2 separate regions of the Sus scrofa genome follow, and region 2 is linked to region 1. A link is a contact called in public Hi-C data. All regions are on one chromosome and are shown on one strand. The core of a region is the stretch at or near the end of the contact, and the rest is flanking DNA. Distances in the headings are between cores, read along the strand shown.

Region 1 (3,614 bases), core at 827-3,326:
CAATTGTAAACAATAAAAATCATGTATTTATCATTTCTCATGCATGCAGGTTGTAGGGTAAAGCCCTGGAAAAGGATGTGCAGAGTTACTCAATAGGTATCATTTATAATATCGGCATGTGGTGCCTACATAACCCCCTGAGGGTCTGTGCCAGTTCACATCTCCAGCGGCGGTGAATTTGAAAGACCAGCTCACTCCTTGTCGGGAGCATCTGGGCTGAGACGCAGTACCAGATGCTCTGTGCGGAGTGTGGGGAAGGGTGGAGTACCAAGCCTCTGACCACCCCCATCCTGCTCCCCACCACCTGCGGCCTCAGGCGGAGGGAGTAGATATATAATTAACAAAGCCTCCACCCTCCAATGAGAGGCGGCCCAGGGCCCAGCCTTGGTGTAACCTCAAGCCCCACTCACTCTGCACGCCTGTGGTGGGGAGGCTGGGGATGCTGCAGCACAAAGCCCAGCTTGGACTCATCTCTCATAGGTGGGGCTCCGGGCCACCCTGGTTCCCCAGGATAGAACAGTCCCAAGGAGAGCAAAGGAGTGGCTCATCTCCCCTAAAGGGGTCCCTTGGACCCTCCTCCCCTAACCCCTTCTCCCCTTCTTGGGATACCTGACCTGCCAGCAATTTCTTTTAATCTTCAATCTGTCTTTCTCTGTCTCTGTCTCTTCTTCCTCTTAAAAAATCTGATTACATCCCTTGGCCTCTTCTCCATTTATTCACAGTTCTTTGTTTTACTTTTTTGTTGTTGCTGTGTGTGTGTGTGTGTTTTTGTTTTTTTTGGTTTTTTTTTTTTTTTTTTTTTTTGGTCTTTCTGTCTTTTCTAGGGCCGCACCCAAGGCATATGGAGGTTCCTAGGCTAGGGGTCTAATTGGAGCTTTAGCCACCGGCCTACACCAGAGCCACAGCAAAAACGCCAGATCCGAGCTGCGTCTGCAACCTACACCACAGCTCACAGCAATGCTGGATCCTTAACCCACTGAGCGAGGCCAGGGATCGAACCTGCCATCTCATGGTTCCGAGTCAGATTCGTTAACCACAGAGCCATGACGGGAACTTGAGTTCTTTGTTTTTCTTCCTTTTCCCCTCTGATCCTAGCCATAGAATGGCAGAACCTTCTCTTTCAACCCCCCTTTTTTTGCAACGGGAAACCCAGAGTGGGTAAGTGACTTGTCCAAGGTCCTCCAGTGACCTTGAGCTGAGCAGGGACTGACATAGGCCAGACCTCTTGCTTGGCTGCTTTCCTCCCCATCCAACCCAGGCACCATCTTCATGGAAAATTGTGCCTTCTCCCCACCAGCCCCTGTGGGCTCTAGCTCCTCGCCTTTCTCCTTCCTCGAGGTCTTGGCCAGTTTTTCCTTCCCTCCCTCTGGGGTTGACAATTTTCCTGGACTTCATTCTGACTTCAGTACACACCCTAAAGCCCCCTCAGCTGCTGAGAAACAGAATGTCTTCCGGACCCATCCAGATCTTTCAAGTCAGACGGCATCCTCTGCTGCCCACCCAGAATCACAAGGAGGGGGCAGAACCAAGCCTCTGAGCCACGGTCTCCCAGGAGTGTGGGCTCTGTGACCAAGGTGCCGACGGAATGGAGGTCTGAGCCAAGCACCAGGCAATAGGCAGCTGGGGAGTAATATTGGGAGACCCTTACCTTGTAATCCTTGGCACCGGGGCAGCAGGCAAATGCTGGGCAGCAGGCAAATGCTAGCACTCAGGCATCCCCTTCCTCCTTTTCCTCTCTCCAGTGGGAAACGAATGTAAAAGAGATGGGAGGGGGGAGCAGAGGCTGGGGGGAGGCGCGGGAGGGGGAGTGCTTCTGAGGAAGGAACAGAGACAGGAGATCTTGGGATGCAGAAAGGACTTCAGAGGCTTTCTCCAGACTCAACGGAGTGTCTTCAGGTGAGAGCCCTCTTCCCAGGAGGGTGGGACCAGGTGGGGCCTGGCTGGGAAGGAGAGGAGGCAGGAGGGCTTAGGCCCTGGTACTCACAGGTGGATGAGGAGCAGCCCTTCCTCCGGTGGTAGCGGCAGCCTTTGTGTACTGATCTGGGAGGCTGCAGAGGAGGAAGTGACACGCCCCGGGTGGGGGAGACTGGAGGGTGGTGGGGGTGACTGATCTAGAAGGTGGAGCAGATAAGGGTGAAACTGGGCCGAGGGAGTTGAAGATACAGGTGTCTGGAAGAAGGAAGCAAGGAAGCTCATCTGCGGAGCCCCTGTTATGTGCCAGGTGCATCGAAATGTTAGAATTAATCGTCACAACAATTTTCGGACATAGGTGTGAACCTCCTCGCAGCCCCCTGATTTTACAGACGTAGAGGTTTAGCAATACGAAGAATTTTGCCCAAGGTCACATAGGCAGCAATTAGCTGGTCTGGATTTAAATCGAGGTCTGCCTGCCTCCCAAATTGATAGTATCTCCACTTCCTCATATAGGACCGTGATAAGGAAGAAAAAATTTGGAGGCAAGAAGTCCTGTGGCGGGAGGTTAGCGACTATTGTTCATTCTGAAAACCACTGTCTTGCAACGGGTGCTCAGCTCTGTGGGCTCTGGGGCCAAAGGCCCCAAGTTCCAATCCTGGCTCTGTTACTCATGGGTAGTGGGGACCTAGTCAGTTGCTTACTGTGCCTGTGGCTCTTTTCTCATCGGTCAAGTGGCACTCATAGGATGGTTGTGAGAAGTAAATGAGGGAATTTGTACTGATTGCTTAGAGGAGAACGTGGCACTTACGAAGGGTTCAATAAGTCAGTCGGTGGACGAGAAGTAATGGGGGCGGGAGGCTTTGAGGGAATCAAGGTCCAGACAACTGGAAAGTTGGAGAGACAGGCCCAGGGCCAGGCTCAGAGAACGCGATTGGGGAGCCAAGGAGCCAGAACGGTAGTGGACCCCAAGACAGGGGTGGAGGCGGCAAACTGGCTGAAGCTGAGCACCGGTCTGGCAGCTGGAGTGGGTCAGGGAGAAGGCCCACAGGGCCAAGGGGTTGAGGCCCACACTTGACCACAGGGAGTTTTGGAAAGGAACTGGATGTGATGGCTGTGTCCACAGGTCTGTCTTCCCTGCTAAGAGGCCACGGCGCCCTGTCCCCCAGCAGGTGTTCAGGGCCCATCATATGGGGTGTAGGAGGGTAGCTGCTGGAGGAGCCCCTGGAGAGAAGGGGGTCCTTTCTCTGGGTGGGCTTCAGCCAGGCCTCTGGCTCTGAGACCTCTGCCCTTCCCCCACAAGCAAGGTTGCCATGGCAATGACCCCTCCTTCCCCATAGGCCCTGTGGTTTCCTCTAGAGCTTCTTTCACTTTCTTCTTCTGCTTTTCCCACTCCTCCCCTTCTCCCACATCCTCCACCTCCCTCCCCCACAGGCACAGGTCACCGGTGAAGACAGCCGGTGAAGACAGCCGAGGGCAGGTAGGCCACTGTCCCAGGGAGGAAGGTGGGCGGGGTGGGATAGATGCTGATGGGAGTCACAGGGGGCAAGTCCAGGGGCACAGGGGCAGAGGCCAAAGGCAGTGGGGCTGACACTGGGGTGTTGCAGAGGTTAAGGCATGCAGGGCAAGGAGAGCTATTAGGACCAAAGGTAACAGGGGGGGTGTCATGGGGAGAAGGGTGGGGCCTTTTCAGAAGGTGAAAG
Region 2 (3,614 bases), core at 797-3,296, 78 kb after region 1:
TGGCGGTGGTATAGGCCAGCAGCTGCAGCTCCAATTCGACCCCTAGCCTGGGAACTTCCATATGCCACAGGTGTGGCCCTGAAAAGCAAAAAGTGTTTGAGATTGTTGGAAAGAACGTAAAACCATGGGACAAAGCTGGGCCTGGCTTGGCCTCAGCAGACAAAGCTGAGGGAGAGAGGAGCATACAAATTCAGTGTATGGGTACAAAGGTCCAAGGAAAGGTAGAGAGAAATCCATCGAGTGCCTTGGAGTTCCTGCTGTGGAACAGCTGGTTAAGGATTGGGTGTTGTCTTTGCTGTGTTGAGAGTTTGATCCCTGGCCTGGCCCAGTGGGTCAAAAAGATCTGGTGTTGCTGCATCTGTGGTGTAGTCAAGGCCCCTCCCCTTGGATTCAATTCCTGCCCCAGGAACTTCATATGCCACAGGTGCAGCCAAAGAAAAAAGAGGAGTTCCCCTTGTGTCTTGGTAATGAACCTAACTACTAGTATCCATAAGGACACAGGGTGGATCCCTGGCCTTGCTCAGTGGGTTAAGGATCAGTGTTGCTGTTGAGTCGCAATGTAGCTTGCAGGTGTGGCTCAGCTGTGGCTACAGCTTTTCCATTATGCTGCAAGTGCGGACCTAAAAAAAAAGACAAAAAAAAAAAGAGCGAGAGAGAGTCTTGGCCAGGTACTCTGATGTCTATCCTGTGTTCCTGCCCTCCAGAATCTGGGGAGTGACACTAGCTGTAATGCCTCAGTTGTCCTGTCCCCTTTCTAACTGGATGCTAGAGGCTGCTGTTCTCCCCACATACAACTGTTAAAGCTGTCAGTGCTATACACTTTAGCAGTATTCCTCACTTCTAGCACATGGTAACACTATTGAGTAACAAACCTGTTGCTGTGTTTGTTGGTTGATGAGGTACCTCCTTTGTGTTCTCTCCACCCACTCATCTCCACTCCATCTCTAGTCCCGCTTCATCTGCCCAAAGCCTCCTTTTACGACCAGAGAACTTAACAAGCTTCTTCCTTCCTTGCCAGTTGTCACTAGGGTTTATATCACCCACATGGTTTACTTTTTTTTTTTTTTGGTCTTTTTGGGGGCGCACCCGCAGCATTTGGAGGTTCCCAGGCTAAGGGTCAAATTGGAGCTGTAGCTGCGGACCACAGCCACAGTAACGTGGGATCCCAGCCGCGTCTGAGACCTACACCACAGCTCACAGGCAATGCTGGATCTTTAACCCGCTGAGCGAGACCAGGGAGCGAACCAGCGTCCTCATAGATGCTAGCCAGACTCGTTTCTGCTGAGCCACGACGGGAACTCTTTTTAAGATTCTTAAATTCAGGAGTTCCCGTCGTGGCGCAGTGGTTAACGAATCCGACTAGGAACCGTGAGGTTGCGGGTTCGGTCCCTGCCCTTGCTCAGTGGGTTAACGATCCGGCGTTGCCGTGAGCTGTGGTGTAGGTTGCAGACGCGGCTCGGATCCCGCGTTGCTGTGGCTCTGGCGTAGGCCGGTGGCTACAGCTCCGATTCAACCCCTAGCCTGGGAACCTCCATGTGCCGCGGGGAGCGGCCCAAGAAATAGCAACAACAACAACAATAACAACAACAACAACAACAAAAAGACAAAAAAAAAAAAGATTCTTAAATTCACAGGAATCCTGTTTGCTGCAACTTGTCGACGCTAGGCTTGGGATGTTTTGTGTAATGAAAGCGCTCCTGGGAGTTCCTATCGTGGCTCAGCGATAAGGAACCGGACTAGTATCCATGAGGTTGCGGGCTCGATCCCAGTCCTTATTTAAGTGGGTTAAGAATCGGCCGTTGCAGTGAGCTGTGGTGTAGGTCGCAGACACAGCTCGGATCCCGCGCTGCTGTGGCTTAAGCCGGTAGCTGCAGTTCCAGTTCGACCCCCAGCTTACGAACCTCCATATGCCTCCAGTTCGGTCTTTAAAAAAGAAAGCGCCGCTGTCTCTTCCACTCCAACGCAAGTAAATCACAGAGAAGACCCAGCTCTTCCTCCGCTCCCGGACGGAAGACCATAGAGATGTCGGGGGCAGCGAGGCCTCCCGGCGTAGCCATCGAGAGGCGCAGAGGACGGCTAGAGCGTTGCTCACCCGGCGGCTTCCGCTTCGTTAGTCCTCCTTCCCAACATGGCGCAGTCGGTTAACATTACCGAGCTGAATCTGCCGCAGCTGGAAATGCTCAAGAACCAGCTGGACCAGGTGGGAATAGGCCCCCAAAGACACCCCTTTCCACCTCACTTCCTTCCCGCCACGCGTACTCCCTCGCTCCCCATTCTTCCCCAGCCGAGGGAGGAGGTTTCCCTTCCCAGGCAAAACCCCGACTCGGTCCCAGCACCCGCCCCTTCCCGGCGGTGCCCTCCTCTCCCACCAGCCCCCGTACTAACCCTCATTCCTCTTCTCTCTAGGAAGTGGAGTTCTTGTCCACGTCCATTGCCCAGCTCAAGGTGGTACAGACCAAGTATGTGGAAGCCAAGGACTGTCTGAACGTGCTGAACAAGAGCAACGAGGGTATGCGGTAGGCGCGTGAAGGCAAGCTGGGGGTTGGGGCGAGCCGGCTTTTCCTCTCTCTTCCTTATCCAGTTGTCCTTATCTGAGACGAGAGAACGGTCCTTTACGTATTGCATACTGCTGCAGGAGCCCTTTGCATGTTGCCTTGGTAGACTTGAAATGTACAGGACATTCTTCTCCTGTTGCCCCTATTTCCATACTTATCGCACAGTCTCTGGGCGCTGTGCGGTGCTGAAACTCCCTTGAACGTGTAAAGGCTGGAGAAGTCCACCTTCCCTACATGTCTGTCTTAATTGCTTTCACAGGGAAAGAATTACTCGTCCCACTGACGAGTTCTGTATCCTTTCTGCAGGAACTGTTTCCCCGCCCACTCCTTTTCTCCTTCACCCCCTACCCTGCAAAAAAGGGCAGAGGTTCTAATTGCTCCAGAGATTCTGAGAATACTCAGTACACACTTCGTAGCTCTGCTATCTCATTGGAGCCAACATCCAGCTAATGTTTGGTGAGCACCAAGGTGTATGTAGAATTGAGGTGTGATTTTTTTCCTTCGCTGTTTGAGGATATAATCTAATAGGGAGATAAAACTGGTGGTTTACACTTTTGACTTGTTTTTTGGGTTCTTTTGCCTCACCCGCAGCATGTGGAAGTTCCGGGGCCAGGGATTGAATCTGAGCCACCTCAGAGACAACACTGGGTCTTTAACCTGCTGCACCGCAGCAGGAGCTCCCTACCCTTTTTACTAATAACTTAGAAAACAGAAGCAGTGGAAGAAGAGAGGATATAGAGACAAGGGGGTTGGCTCTGTTTATTAATCTTCAATTTTAGTTTAATTGTGGATCTTATTTCTAATCCGTTGTTACTGAGAAGCCTGGATTGTGTCTATCTGTTGAGTGTTTTACTTGAATGAGCCAATTGTGTTAACAGGGCACCTATAAACTGCACCTGAGAATTGATAGGCTGAAAAAGAAACACAGGAATAGCCGCATAGTAGGGACTGCTTAGATAAGGAACATTAAATCTATTGGGAATGACCTACTTCATGGTTGGGAGTGTTAAAGGAGAAATGAGGCTGGCTTTTCACTTTTACTATTTAACAGCATCAGGA

Evidence for each region. Hi-C and Micro-C count contacts between places; a contact is called where the count stands out from the background.
Region 2: a contact with region 1 is called in a Hi-C map of embryonic fibroblasts, with 2.1 times the contacts expected there. The contact joins the promoter of PFDN5 here to the promoter of ITGB7 in region 1. A contact is called at or near these places in 5 of 5 promoter capture datasets (fetal liver, fetal skeletal muscle, liver and 1 more), 30 of 47 Hi-C or Micro-C datasets (adipose tissue, alveolar macrophages, blood and 14 more) and 2 of 2 datasets of contacts at active chromatin or transcription factors (alveolar macrophages and skeletal muscle).

What each region holds. Positions count from the first base shown.
Region 1 is chr5:18,432,300-18,435,913 of Sscrofa11.1, forward strand. ITGB7 (integrin beta-7) reads right to left here and starts at 2,077. Exons shown (of 16, transcript XM_003355416.5): 1 at 1,985-2,077; 2 at 1,649-1,813.
Region 2 is chr5:18,510,591-18,514,204 of Sscrofa11.1, forward strand. PFDN5 (prefoldin subunit 5) reads left to right here and starts at 2,047. Exons shown (of 6, transcript XM_005652565.3): 1 at 2,047-2,200; 2 at 2,407-2,509; 3 at 2,815-2,846. The coding sequence starts at 2,129.